Linked DNA regions of Pan troglodytes: region 2 is linked to region 1. A link is a contact called in public Hi-C data. All regions are on one chromosome and are shown on one strand. The core of a region is the stretch at or near the end of the contact, and the rest is flanking DNA. Distances in the headings are between cores, read along the strand shown.

Region 1 (3,003 bases), core at 174-2,673:
AAAACCAAAGTTCAGTCATCAACTGTTGTCCGCATAGAAGTCGGGGAGAGGCTGCACCGCTTGGGTTTTTACCCCTTCCCTAAAATAAAACTAGGCCACTGCAATGGGTGAGCTTCAGTTCTCTGAACCTCCATGGAATGTAGAGAGAGCCCCACACCTGGCCTCGCACACTGACAAAGGTGGCTTTCCAGCAGGATCCGCCAGCACCTGCCTCCTGTTGTCTCTGGCCACAGGCTCACAGCCGCTGTGTCCTGCTCAGTAACTGGGCATCAAACAAGAATAATTGACAGCTTCCCCCTCGACCCCCGGCCTCCCTTCTCGGAGCAGCAGTTTCCCAGGAGTCGCCTTGTACAACCTCACACACTTTATTACTGGTCAATTTGGGTTTCCTGCCCACTTTAAGTGGCCGTGCTGAGGGTCTCCAACTCTCTCTAGCCCTCACTGATCAATATTAACAGTCACTTCCACAGCATTTCCCTGCTACTCAGCAAGGCCAGGGACTGGCTGTAAATTACTGCACGGCCTGGTCATTATACGGAAAGACGTGCTGTAATTCAAAAGTTAGAGCTAATTGTGAAAGGAATTTCTTTCATGCTTTTCAGTACCCAAATCAAAGAAGACGAAAGAACACAGACCTTGTCCATTTGGGGGTTGGTTTATTTAACCGAAGGGTTTAACTGTATCCATTCCCTCTCCCCAAAATGCACTCTCTGTCTGATATTTATGTATATGGGTCTGATATTTCAAGTCCCCACACACAGATGGACCCTCTACTCTCCAGAGAGGTGGGCCAAAAAAAACCATCCCGTGAAGTTTAAATTGTGCATTTATAGTCAATGCATTCTCGGTATAAGAAAATAAAAAGAAGTCAGGATTTAATAATTATTGGCTGGGACTCCCATAGTAATATTTGTTTATGAGATAAAACTTAACAAGAAACGAACAGTGAGCCTTGTTATAAGCAAATAAGGCAGAGAGAGACTTTGTAAATGCAAATCTCTGAATCTGGCAAAATCGCTAAATGGAAATGGCCCGCTGCTGGCAGCTGACTCCGTATGTTGGAGGTGACAGAGCCAAGGGGTCACCAAGAAGCAGCCTTCTGAAGTAGGGGTGCAGATATATGATTGAGGCAGACACCACTCAGCCAGAAAATCACACTGCACCTCTAGATTTGGAAGCAAAACTGAAAGCAAGTACAGCAGACACAGAGAGAGGAGAAAAAATAAGAGGCTGATGGAAAGAAACAATAATTATTTTCAGACCCAAGAGGGCCTTTCCCCTCCAAAGATGGATTAGGTGTGTCACCTAGAGCCACCTCAGCTGGGCTGTTTTCCTGTTACCTTCCAAGTGTTGCCACAGGAGGCTCAGGAGAGAGCTCTCTCTCTGGCTGGAAGAGAGCTCACAGCAAATCTATAAAGGGGCCCTCCAGCCCCACCTACAGCCCTTGAGGCCCTGGCCCTGGCCACACTCTCTAGGAAACTCTGAGCCCAAACAGCCCAGGCAGGAAAGAAGGGGAAGCAAAAGAAAGCAGGAATGCATCAATCACTTGAAATCATCGAGTCACTGAATAAACAACCATTCTGCTCTCTTTATACCTGTGGCTCATACAGAGGACGGAGAGATGAGGGAGGAATGCTGAGGTCTCGTCCTGAGCCTAAGAAAACCCCTGGTTCATCATGGGCCTTATTTTCCCCAGCTTTGTCGCCACCAAGTTTGTGAGGTTGAGCTTGTGCTCAACAAACCAGCTGCAGTTTTAAAAAAAAACGAAGGCCCGTGCCTGGGCAGAGATATCCCAGGCTGCCCTCTGCCACCAAGCTCTGCCTGCCTCCTGGTCAGATGTCCAAGCTGCCCTTCTTCCTTGGGGACAAAGGCTGTCCTCTCCTTGGGGCCTTCTCCTCAGTGGGTTATCAGGGAACATCTCAATTCAAACCCAGGCTTCTGAAATCTCTGACCCTTCCCCAGCCCCTGCCCAGGTTGCAGGCTAAAGTTATCCTTCTCGGGTGTAATTTTCTACCAGTTTGCTCAGGGAGCACAAGCCCTGTGTGACTCTTGATTTGGAGGGACATGCCTACCTCTTATGAGCCTCTCAGTGCCCATTTGGCTTCTTTGAGCATGGGAATCTGGTGGCCAGAGCAAGGGCAGGTGGCCATGTCTGGAAGCAGCTGGCCTTCCCGAAGGACTTGCCCTCTTTTGTACTGTGGAGCATATTCTCTCCACAGTACAAAAGGAAACCAAGTCAGGGCTGAGAATCAGCATCAGCGTTCTCCAAAATCAGCTTCCTTCACCCTAGGTATTTCTTTGTTTTCACCGTAAGATGGGGGATATATAATCTTGGCTGCCCAGAAAACACAACATAAAGGACACCCCAGTTTGTGGCCCAGCAATAGGCAATAACTTTGCCTCATGCTGCAGAGACTACAGGCCATTTGCGCTAGCTTGAGGTCCTATGTACATTGCAGGGTGGGCTGTCTGCTGATGGGGGCTCCGCATTGCTCAGAGCCCTGGACTTTCCCATATGCAGGAGCTGGCCCACCAGCCTGGTAATGGGCTGATCTCCAGCTCTGGGACCAGGAGTGGAATTAGACACCAGCCACCCCATGCTCTCTTTTGTTTAGAAAAAGGAGAGAAAGAGAGAGAGAGTGAAAAATAAAATCCCCAATCGTTTAGTACAAGTCATTTTACATGCTGGGATAATGAAGTATAAAAATGCCTTCAAAGAACTGATTTCCTACTTTTAACTCACTACCAGCCAAGCTTTTTGTGAGGCCTCTCCGGAACATGCATTCCCGTCCCACTCAAACAAAAGAGCTGCGAATTCATTAAACTATTTAATTATGTCTTTTTATTTTTCTCCATTAGCAAGTCCTACCAGCACAAAGTAAATAAAGCCACCGTGGTCTTTCCCCAGCAGACACACTGACTGTTTTTATTCTTTATTCAGTTTATAATATAAAGGGCTATTTTTCCTCCTCCTCCTATTCTTGGCGAGTTTCCTAGCACAAA
Region 2 (3,003 bases), core at 337-2,836, 140 kb before region 1:
ACTTGCAAGCTAAACATCATTGGTATGTTTCTATTGGTGTACTGACTTGGTGAATAAAACAACAAATTCCTGAGAGAGTCACTTATAAATCTCTTTAAATTAAAATCAGTCTAATTTTTATTATAAGACTAACATCATGATAGGCTTAGTATTTTTAAGGCAATGCCCAGAACTAAAAAGTTTAATTCCCTGACAAGAGCTTTTAATAAAGACAAATCATAACTAAAATTAGATGCTGCAATCTTTTCTTCTCAAAAAAAAAAATCTGCAAACACTGTGTTAAGACATCATTCCTCCTTAATTTTGTTTCGATGGAGTGATATGACTAGACATATAGCTTTTCTATAGTAAAATTATAAAGAATAATTTTCTCTAATCTAATCAGTAATTTCTAAAAATGGGAAATGGTAACAGCATAATTTTTTATTTCTTTTGTATTATAATTTAGGCTGACACATTAAAGCTTTGCTTTTCAGGGGAACAATTAAGAAATTGTTGATAGAAATTAAACATTACTGACAATTGAAAATGCATTTTTTTCCTCATTTGCAGCATCTAGATATACCGCTCCTACCTCCCATCAAAGATAATCTAAGCTCAGATAGTATTAAAGTAAAAATGAACGAAAAAGCTTAGTTCTTTTGTGCTAAACAAAAAGGTGATTTATATAAGTAATAAGCAAATTCCAGAGTATGGAGATATATATGTATTTTTAAATCCTCTAAAAATGCCTTAAGTTGTAATCTTCAGGCTAAATGATTAAACTCTCTCTGGGTCCTTTGGCTGTAGAACTATATCCTTCATGTTAGCTGTGGGCTATTTTCGGCTGAATGCAAACTGCTTTTTTGTTATTAAAGACAGTTCACGTTTTACACCACCTTTGGTGTATGGTATACAGACCAACACACATAATTTAGGTCAGTATTAAAATAGAATTAATTTTTTTAAAAAAAACCTTCAATAATAATTACAATAATTACATTTCATCCCCACACATTGCAACCAATAGTTACATAGCCTACTTCTTAAATACTGGTGTGAAAACACTAAGTTGAAATTCATGACACAAATCAAAATGTGTTGCACAAACTTCTTTTTGGTTGTCGTGAAAGGGGTGTCTCAAATTGAGTGTAGAAGGGCATTCCAATAACCATAGTACTTTTTTTGGCTGAACTGTAAATACATAATTCATATATTAATATGATAAAATATATAAGATCACCCATATAGTAAAAATTAAATCAGTGAAAAGGACTAAATACAGTTACAAATAAGCAGCCCAGAAGTTCTAAGGGAAAATGCCAGAAGTCAAAATGCTTTCTGATTCATCTTAAGCAGAACAGGAGTTTTAACACAAGCCTCTCTTAACAGCTACCCAGGCAGGATTTGAGGAGAATAATTCCCTAATGCCACTTAAAAAAGAAAAGTCAACCGAAAGCATCAAATGGATTTTGAATCTAAATATTCTTAAAAAAAAAAAAAAAAAAAAACTTTTTCTGAATTGGCAGCTCAGAGAATCAAACTGATAACATTACAATAAGGTAGGCATAGTCAACATTCTTCGGGTGGTTTGGGGCTGTTTTTTTAAGAGTGTGCTAGGAATTCCAGTTCTTAAAGAGTCACAGCCTGCATTCAGCTGTCTTCAGTTCTGTCCCCGACCTGGCCATCTGCCAAAGAATGACATACTTTGAAGGACAAAGTAAGAACAGCTTTCCACACACTTCTCAGACCCAAGCTCCTGGCTTCAGAGCGAAAACTCTTAGGAGCCTTAAACCTGAGTACCTTTAAGCAGGTCAGAAACAGAAAGGGAGGAAGCAGAAGGCAACATAAAGCTGTCTTGAGCCTCCCCTCTCCGTGGGTCTAATGTTGCTTGGTCCACAGAACAATCACAACAATAAAATGCAGTGTGTCCTGGGGTCCCCTCTGAAAGAATAAAACTGGAAGCCTGTCTGTCATGCTGAATACCAAACCAGAAGCTCGCACCACGGGATTCGATGCCTTGTGCCTGGCTTGTATTCACAGGCAAGGCAGACAGATGTGTGGCCTTTGACAAAGCCAGGAGATGGGCATTTCAAAAATAAAATCATCTCCCAATTACAGGGAACCCTTCCTCCCTGGGATCCCAAAGCACTCTATCAACCTAAATTGGAATCCTGTCTACTGAGCTGCCTTCAATGCGGCCACTCCAGTATAAATTGGATCAAATGCTCTCAGATTAATTCCTGGAAACCTATATTCATCTTTGTATATCTTTATTACAAAACTAGCCACAAGACCGCTCTACAATTTTCATTATCGGAACAGCTTTCGAAGCTGGATTATGCCATGGTTTATCCCTCCGTGACCCCAAACCATCTTGTTAGCTCCATTATTGTATATTCGTACAACACACCTGAGCCCAAGATAATAAGAGAGTTATAGTGAATGAGGGGACAGGGTGCGTTTTATTGCATTTTATGCACTGCTATTCTGCAATGATATTTAACCTGCCGCAGGCGCCCCCAGAAGTCCCTGCCTCACTCCCATGCTTTCACTTGTGCTCTGACACAGAAGACCCTCACCACCCTCCCCAATGTGAACCTCACCACCCTCCCCAATGTGAAGGGATGGCAAGTTAACCTGAGGAGGATCTGAACTTCTTGGTGATGGTCAAATGTCATTTCTCCTGCGCTGTTCTGGGTTAGAGGATGCAGGTTCTGCACCAACAGAAACCACAGCACAGAAAACCCCCAGCCCTTCACAGGAAAATAGCAGGAGTTTTGCCTGCAAAAAAAAGAGGACGGAACTAGCATATGCTTAGAATAGAAGATGGGAGTGAAAGTGATCAGTGATCTTAGCTGTAGTTGCATTGGACTCAAAATGTTTTGGTCAAGTGCGTTACAGTCATGGTTCATACAGTGCTGCTGCCACTGGCAGGTATCAAGTAAAGTTAACTTTATGATGATGATTTAATTTATTAAATTATATTAACCTATGTTAATACAGATGCTGTATATAACTATG

What was found. Hi-C and Micro-C count contacts between places; a contact is called where the count stands out from the background.
Region 2: a contact with region 1 is called in a Hi-C map of induced pluripotent stem cells, with 2.2 times the contacts expected there. The contact joins two enhancer-like sites. A contact is called at or near these places in 2 of 7 Hi-C or Micro-C datasets (both in induced pluripotent stem cells).

Annotation. Positions count from the first base shown.
Region 1 is chr18:68,951,886-68,954,888 of NHGRI_mPanTro3-v2.0_pri, reverse strand. No RefSeq gene overlaps it. Among named protein-coding and RNA genes, the nearest start is that of TRNAK-UUU, 230 kb to the left of the region's middle. Within about 2 kb of position 1,423, at least 6 of the 24 cell types and tissues checked have an H3K27ac peak or open chromatin away from gene starts, as enhancers often do. A contact at or near this core is called in induced pluripotent stem cells, where this site is marked.
Region 2 is chr18:69,091,429-69,094,431 of NHGRI_mPanTro3-v2.0_pri, reverse strand. All of the region lies in intron 1 of LOC112205884 (a long non-coding RNA gene), which reads right to left. Among named protein-coding and RNA genes, the nearest start is that of TRNAK-UUU, 94 kb to the left of the region's middle. Within about 2 kb of position 1,586, at least 3 of the 24 cell types and tissues checked have an H3K27ac peak or open chromatin away from gene starts, as enhancers often do. A contact at or near this core is called in induced pluripotent stem cells, where this site is marked.